Regions from separate parts of the Larimichthys crocea genome. Here region 1 is linked to region 2. The links are chromatin contacts, called in public Hi-C maps. All regions are on one chromosome and are shown on one strand. The core of a region is the stretch at or near the end of the contact, and the rest is flanking DNA. Distances in the headings are between cores, read along the strand shown. Region 1 holds the start of abcb6a (ATP binding cassette subfamily B member 6 (LAN blood group) a). Region 2 holds the start of LOC104926637 (zona pellucida sperm-binding protein 3).

Region 1 (4,114 bases), core at 50-2,549, 280 kb after region 2:
GCTCAAGCACTGCACTCACAGTTTTGAGATACTTGTCATTTGCTATTTTATGTTACTTTAAACTGTTCATATCTTTTATATTTGCTATATTTTTTTATATTTCTTTACACTTGTATATATGTGAAATTTAATGTGTATTGCCTCGTTTTGCACTGGGGATATGAGGGAAACTACTTCAACAACATTGAAATGCCACTATCATGTTAATGCATCGGTAAATATATTCAAATAACATATATAATATATAATAATATTTTATTTAATGACTATAAAGCTGTGAACAAAGAAAGTAAAGGTAGTCTTACTTTTGAGCCCTGTACATTTTGCTTGTAATAACTTGCTAATTAGACCTAAATAAAATCCCACGATACTAAAAAGATGTTTTCCAGACAGGTAAATAAGAAAAAAAAATTAACTTTTGAGACCTGTCTCAGTGTCAGCAGCACAGGCTCTCGCGAGATTTGGCGGCACAGCTCTACTAGTGCTTAATTATCAGTGAGGTTTCCACCAAAGATGATTTATCAAGAACTTAAACACATTTCTGTTATTGAGCGTCTCTGGTTATTCCCGCTGTCGCCCTCTGGGGGGCGCTGACTCCCAGACCATGCGGTCTTGTGGTGGTGGGAAGTTCAGCTCTTTTCAATGATTCGACTTTTTCGGCTTCATTCAAAAGAGCCGACTCTCAAATGGCTCTTCTGGCCTTCTATATTAGCCTAATTGATCAATTATGAATGGTTATTTTTCATTTAGAATTTAAAATGCTTATTGTTTTTCTTTTTTGTATTTTCTTTTTGTCTATGCAGGTTTCGTTGTTGACCCTTTTACAAACTCTGCACTCACTTGCAGTCTAAAATATCATTGAAATGCAGCCAGATGCTTCTTCTGTTTCAGTTTTCACTCATGTCTTCACTTTTTCTTCACGTCTCTCTCGTCAAAATAAAGTCCCGTCCGCCCGTCTGCATGAATTCAGGACCGACGGGAGTCGGCTCTTGTCATTCGCTACAAAGACTCGGCTCTTAGATCCGGCTCGTCCGCCAACGACACATCACTAATAGTGATGGGAATTTCGGCTCTTTTTGGTGAGCCGGTTCTTTTGGCTCCCAAACGGCTCCTCACATTTTATTATTAATTGGTTTAATTAATAATTATTGCACGTTATTATTATTTTATATTTTTAAATGTTATTATATTTTATTTTACTTGACATTGTAAAGCACTTTGGTCAGTGGAGGAGCCGGCTCCCGTCTTTCACTTAAAAGAGCCGGCTCTTTGAACCGGATCGTTCGCGAACGACACATCACTACTCACTAATGCAGTCAACCCGTCGATTGCCGAGTCATGGATAGGCTTGTTTTCTGAATGGTCTCCTCTAACACGCACGGAGCAAGGACAACAGCATGAGTGCACGCAGACAGTGCTGTGTCACGTTATGTTGTTGTAACTATTTAGGTTAACGTTATGTGTTAGACGACTCAAGCTAAAACAGCTCAGTGTTGTTGTTGTTGTTGTTGTTGTTGTTGTGGAGCTGCTAGCTTCTCTGGAGTAACCTCTGTCACTGACCGGGCAAAAAAACAACAAAGGTAATGTAACACTGTATTATTGAACACTGAAATACAAGTTAACAGTGTTAAATTCCGCTTTTCTTACTGTTTTCTGTTAGGTGACTTATGTTGGAGTGTGTATACTAACAGTTTATGCTTTATACTGTGTCTCAAACATTCACTGTGCATGTGAGTTATTTATTCTCACTGTTTAGATCCAGTTTTTACAGTCTATACACCTCCATGCACATGAAGCAACCTGCTGCATAAACCTTGTTTATTTCAGCATCACCGTCTGCAAGCAGGTGCAGTAAAGATGTCACTGAAGTTCACAGCCTAATATAGCAGAGCAAAGCTTTGTGCAGAGACTCCACACTCTTGCATCTATTGTTGTGCTGTGTTTCTAATGATTTTCTGCCCTCCTCTCTCCTTATAGCTGCAGCCATGCTGTTCATGCACAGCTACTGCGAAGCCAACTCCTCCATCTCCCACACCTGGGTGGATGAAGGCATTGCCCCCTGCTTCTACTTCACACTCGTCCCCGCCGTCCTCCTCACCGTCGCCTTCTTCCTCGGCACCCTCCACTGCATGTTCTACAAGAAATACGGCACGGCGATGGAGCCCAAGTTCATCCCGCGCTCGTGCCTCTACGGCTTCCAGCTGGTCGTCTCCGTCCTTCTCCTGGTCCAGTTTCTTGGTGGGATGGCGTGGCGAGCTGCTGGTGGAGGGGAGCTCCCGGGCTATGTGGTGTTGTACGGCCTCTTCTCTGCACTGGCCTGGGTGTGGGCTATAGCCCTGCTCAGGGTGGAGAGGCGTCGGGTCCTGGTGATGGACCGGACGAGGGGCCACAGCGCGGCACTGCTGCTGTTCTGGGCCCTGGCTTTCTCAGCTGAGAACTTGGCCTTCATCTCCTGGTATAGCCCTCACTGGTGGTGGGGCTTGGAGAACGGTCATCAACAGGTGAGGGAAGATTGAATATCATATATCAATATCATATTGTTTTGTCTCTCTTTTTGGGCAGTTTTCAGGCTGGGCTCGGCCTTTATACTGCATTGTTTCTCTGTTATTTTGAGCTCGAGTTACACCGTTTTTCTTCATTCCTATCTACCGAGGACTGAAGTTTATTTCTCTGATGTTTATCCAAGAACGTGCTGATAGCAAGTTCCCTTAATATGCAGATCATTCCTAACAATGTTTTATAACAGTGATGTGTGCTATAAATATAAAAGTCTAATGGCCAAAGGTTATTTGTTAAAGACGGGTGTGTCTTTGTGTGTGTGTGTGTTCAGCCTGGCTTCTTAGTGAGCTCAAGACTTTTTCTTTTTTTTTTTGCTGAGTCATTGCCGGTCTGACGTTCAGATCCTCACTGGTAACCAATCAAAAGAGACATAATCTCGCCCCTCCTACACTGACTCACTTGCAGTAGCTCAACTCTCTGATTATGGAAATGCAAGCATGACTTGTGAGTTTTTAAGGTGTTGTCATTTGATCCGTCCTTAATTTAAGGAAGTTGTTTCGTAATTTGCAGTGACACATTTTCAGTCTAAAGCAGCTAAACATCGAGCAAACAAACCGAGCTCACAGCAGCTGCAGTTGGCAGCAGTTTACTGTTGAGGCAGAGCAGCTGGAGGACATCAGAGGGAAACCACAAGATACTTTCTCAATAAAATATACTGTATATTGTTATAAATATTACATAGTAGTTACTCAGAAGCATGATCATCGTCTAATAAATAATGCATCTAATGCACTCATGTTGATATTGATCTGCTTTTGATTGCCTATGAACCCCTCAGGTGCAGTTTGGCCTGTGGCTGCTGCGCTACACCGGCACCGGGCTGCTCTTCTTCATCGGTCTCAAAGCTCCCGGGTTGCCGCGGAGACCGTATATGCTACTGATTAACGAAGATGAACGCGACGTGGAGCAGAGCAGACAGGTAGTGAAGTTTTCACTTGTCATGTTGTCTTATTGTGCAATGTGCCGATGGCTGTTTGACGTATTTAAATCTATTTCTCCGTCTCAGAGCCTTTTGGCCAGCACAGAACAGAACCAGTCAACCTGGCAGGGTTTCAGGAAGAAAGTCCGACTGCTTATTCCCTACATGTGGCCCCACGGCAACGTCTTCCTCCAGCTGCTGGTCGTCTTCTGTTTGGGGTTGCTCGGAGTCGAAAGAGTGATTAACGTCTTTGTGCCCATTTACTACAAGAATATCGGTGAGCGATGGCTCATTTCTGCAACTACACGAGCTAAATATGTTTACAGATTCACGGATCGAAGCCCTCGACATAAAAACATGCCAAAACATCATGTTGAATGCACTCATTAAGTTTAAGATGTACTGTTCCTCAGGATGTGATCAAACTGAGACATCCAGATAGAGCCAGATAGTGAGATATAAAACATCCCAGTGTCAGACAACAGCTTCCAAGTTTTACGTCTCGTTTGTCATCTTGTTTATCTACCATATCTTCGATCTGTGTGAGCCTTCAAGCCTTTTTTTTCTCTCTCTCTCGCAGTGAATGAACTGACTGATGGCAGCACCTGGCACACTCTGGCTATCACAGTGCTTATT
Region 2 (3,901 bases), core at 960-3,459:
CGTCTCGTCTCTTCCTATTGCGTCTCGTCTTATTGCGTCTCGTCTCTTCCTATTGCATCTCTTCTCGTCTCTTTCTATTGCGTCTCGTCTCTCCCCATTGCGTCTCTTCCTATTGCGTCTCGTCTCTTCCTATTGCGTCTCGTCTCTTTCTTTGCGTCTCGTCTTATTGCGTCTCTTTCTATTGCGTCTCGTCTCTCCCCATTGCGTCTCTTCCTATTGCGTCTCGTCTCTTCCTACTGCGTCTCGTCTTATTGCGTCTCGTCTCTTCCTATTGCGTCTCTTCCTATTGCGTCTCGTCTCTTTCTATTGCGTCTCGTCTCGTCTTATTGCGTCTCGTCTTATTGCGTCTCGTCTCTTCCTATTGCGTCTCGTCTTATTGCGTCTCGTCTCTCTCCTATTGCGTCTCGTCTCTCTCCCTATTGCGTCTCGTCTCTCCCTATTGCGTCTCGTCTTTTTCTATGCGTCTCTTCTCCTACGCTGACTGAAAACTCACTAAAGAAAAGCCTTATGTCTGCAGGCAGCCTGCAACCACATGGCAAAACATTTTAGAAGTAATGTTGCTATAAAACTAAGAAAAACATGAAGATGTTGGTTCATAATGTGGCTTCTTAGTACCTTTTATGGCTGTTTGTTTTTGGAGGAAACCAAATTCAGTACTTTGAAAAGCTGCAGATAAGCTGAATAATCTCCACTAACAGCGGGGCTAGAATTGGACTTGGCAGGCTGAGGGGGGCTTTACCTTCGATAGTGGCATTCAATTACCACCTCAGCAGGGTTGGTCTTTAAAATGACGGTGTTGCCAATGGGCGTTGGGGAGTACATCAGAGAAAAGGAGTAGATGAGGGCTTCTTCGGTCATCTGAAGAAAAACACCAAGCAGTCAGGGCGATTTTCAAAAAAAACACACAAGATGGAAGAAGAAGGAAGTCAGAAAGCCACACACACCGTCATTGTGCTGCCACAGCCCTGTAACTCCGTCTGGAAGTGCAGGATGTGGTCAGCGGTGTGGAGTGCGGCGCAGCCTCCTAAGGTCAGATCACTTGGACGGATCAACTGACCGTTCCCTAAGAACAAAAGAGGAAAAGGCTGCAGCTTAAATAAGGACCATTACCCGAGGCCATTTCTTTTCCTTGTCTAGTCAATAACACTCACAGCAAGTGGAGGTTCAGCCACAGGACAAATAAAAAGGTTTCTTAATGCATCGCTGTGAAGTCAGCATTTGAGCACCGAACCGGGCCATGCACAATTCTCCTTCTTCAGAGTGAAGAAATAAGAGGAAACATAATATTGATCGCCGAGTCCATAGTCTCTGCCATTTGCAGTAATCAGCACTGAGTGTCCCATCTTCACCGTTCCATTCAATTTTCCAATTTGGGTCTCTAACCTGACCCTTTTTGTTTTCGGACATCAGAGCAGAAAGCATGTTAAGTGGGACCAAAATGGACAATCTTCCCCCGCAACACCACCAACAGTGGATCAATTCAAAACAAGTAACCATCAGCCATTACCCAAGAAGTTCTGCTGGACCTCTACGGTGACCTTTCCTTCACCGCAATGCGCTGCCACGCTCCCGGCCGTCACAGGCACCCACTGCTCAAACTTCACCTGCACCTACAATCATCCAGATTTAATTAGACTGAAGATCAACAAAGCTGTGTGGAAGTCAAAAAAACAAAAGAAAAGTACCTTTGATTCCCGCTTGATAGGTGGGTTCAGATCTGGGCCTGGTACTAACAACTGCTGAGGTGGAACTGCTGAAGTCTCCATCGGCTCCAGCTGCTCTGATCCATGTAGGTTTTGAGGAGTTTGCAACTGCTCCATAAGAGCCCGGAGCGGATTTTGTTCGCTGACAGCCGGATCCCTGAGCTGGTAGATCTTGAGCCGGTAGGTGACAGGAGATCTGGGGTGATTACTGTACTCAGTGCTGTTTGGATGATGATCTCTTGTCTGTGGCAATCTTGTTGTTATTGGGATTTGCTTCCAAGTCTCATTCTCGCTAAAGTTACCCAAGTTTTGTGTGTCAGCACGGAGATTTCCACTTGAGAGGAGCAGCACAAACCCTAACAAAAGCACCTCTCTGAACCCCATCACAACGTATCACACAAAAACCTGAGTTTTTGGTGTTTTCAGAGAGTACTGCTGCTTTTGGCTTTCAACCAGAACTAAGTTATGGGAACTTGGCTCAGGCCCCACCTTCTCCTAATGACTTGATTGGATTCCAGCCTGGAGGATTCAAGCTTTGAAGCTTTCCTTTCCTCTCTTTCTTTTCACTAAATAGAGCTGAAGATTGGATGATAGCTGCTTGGCTGTGCAGGTGAAATTTACAAGCTGTTTAGTGAGCTTCAACACTGCCTTTATGCCAAAAAGAAAAGAAAAAAAGTAATCGTTCAATTTAAATAATTGTGTGTAGGTTTCACGGCAGAGTTAAGATATTGGGAATTCTTTAAATGCTTTAAAGCCGCCTGCCAAATCTCCACTTGTCATGATGCTAATGAACAAAGACTTTTATAAACAGAAACAAGCCTGACCATAACAGTGAGTGGCTTTCACTGCCCCCATGAGGCAAATCAATCAACGCTTTCAGGGAGTTGGGTTTTGGTCTTGAATGTCAAGGCGACGGCGGTCAGTAGTCTGCAGAGTTCAGCAGAGTCTCCCATAAAAAAACTGCGATTTATGATCATCCTCACAAATGTCACCGCCGACAAATGTATGTGTGTGTGTGTGCGTGACATGTGACAGGAAGCAGGGTAGGGTGGGAGGGGGGCGTGTTCTTGAACCTGAGCCAGCAGCGTGTCAATCAGACGGAGCTGTTATAAATCTTGCACAGGTGAGACATTCAGTCGTGGCAGCGGCCTGTTTAACCTCTTAAACGCCACAAAATTCCACTTAAAGCCCAAGACGTAAAAGTGGAACGGGAACGTTAAAACATATGTTCTGCGGACATGTTGGACCTCAGTGCTCACTGTGTTTTAAGGACGTTACAGGAATAACCATGCCCAATATGGGTGACATATTTATGATAGAAGTCACTAAAAACAAACTCAGATGTGAGATCGGAGTCAACAAATGTATTGCCTTGCATTGGAAAGATGTACAACCACCCACACTTACTGTATAACCTGCATTTAGGTGAAATAGCCAATATTTTAAGAATAAAGCTTATGTATTTTACCCCATTTGTCAACAATTCCCATGAAAAGACTTCAGGATCGGAGTGCACCAGTAGCTCATCACGAGAGTTTGAGTCTGTTTGCTGCACGTCATCCTTTCTTTCCTGTAAGTAAAAATGCAAAAAAGGAAAAGAAAATAAAAGCCCAGATCTAGATAGATTTTAATAAATATTTGCATTTAAAACAGAGCTGCATAAAGGAAAAGAGCTACCAGCATGCAACGACCAACTTTCCTACCTAACTCTAATACAATCATGGTGACTTTTTTTCCTTTTAGGATCAGTTTACATTTAATTAATCGTATTACCATTTATGATCCGTTGTTGTTGGTACACATACTGTAAATATACCCCCTTCTCATCATCGGCAGCCACAATTCTGGAGCTTTTTTCCGGTAAGAACACATGGATCAAGCCCGTAATGAGATTTCACTTAAAGAAACTCCTGTTCTAAAGGCAAAATGAGTTTAAATCACTTCCCCCTTGATACAGACGTACTAATCCAGGCTGACCTACAGGAATACATTATAGCTCTTCCTCTCTGTCAGGATCTCCCTGCAGACTCCCCAACAGAGGGGGCTGCTATTGTCAGGAACTGGCTTTTATCTTCTGCTGATCAGTGGCAAAACAAAGAGAGGAGCTGTGTGTGTGTGTGTGTTAGTTCAGGGGGTTGGAGTGAAATCAGTCCACCCCTGCCAGTCAAGCCCCCACTGCTGCCTATCTCTAACTTGGT

What was found. A called contact is a pair of places that touch in the nucleus more often than the background predicts.
Region 1: a contact with region 2 is called in a Hi-C map of muscle, with 4 times the contacts expected there. The contact joins the promoter of abcb6a here to the promoter of LOC104926637 in region 2. A contact is called at or near these places in 4 of 7 Hi-C or Micro-C datasets (all in muscle).

The regions. Positions count from the first base shown.
Region 1 is chrXIX:6,222,461-6,226,574 of L_crocea_2.0, forward strand. It overlaps abcb6a (ATP binding cassette subfamily B member 6 (LAN blood group) a), which reads left to right and starts at 1,300. Exons shown (of 20, transcript XM_010750226.3): 1 at 1,300-1,580; 2 at 1,978-2,501; 3 at 3,338-3,478; 4 at 3,566-3,755; 5 at 4,059-4,114. The coding sequence starts at 1,986.
Region 2 is chrXIX:5,939,470-5,943,370 of L_crocea_2.0, forward strand. LOC104926637 (zona pellucida sperm-binding protein 3) reads right to left here and starts at 2,210. Exons shown (of 11, transcript XM_010740541.3): 1 at 1,686-2,210; 2 at 1,508-1,610; 3 at 945-1,063; 4 at 740-858. The coding sequence starts at 2,087.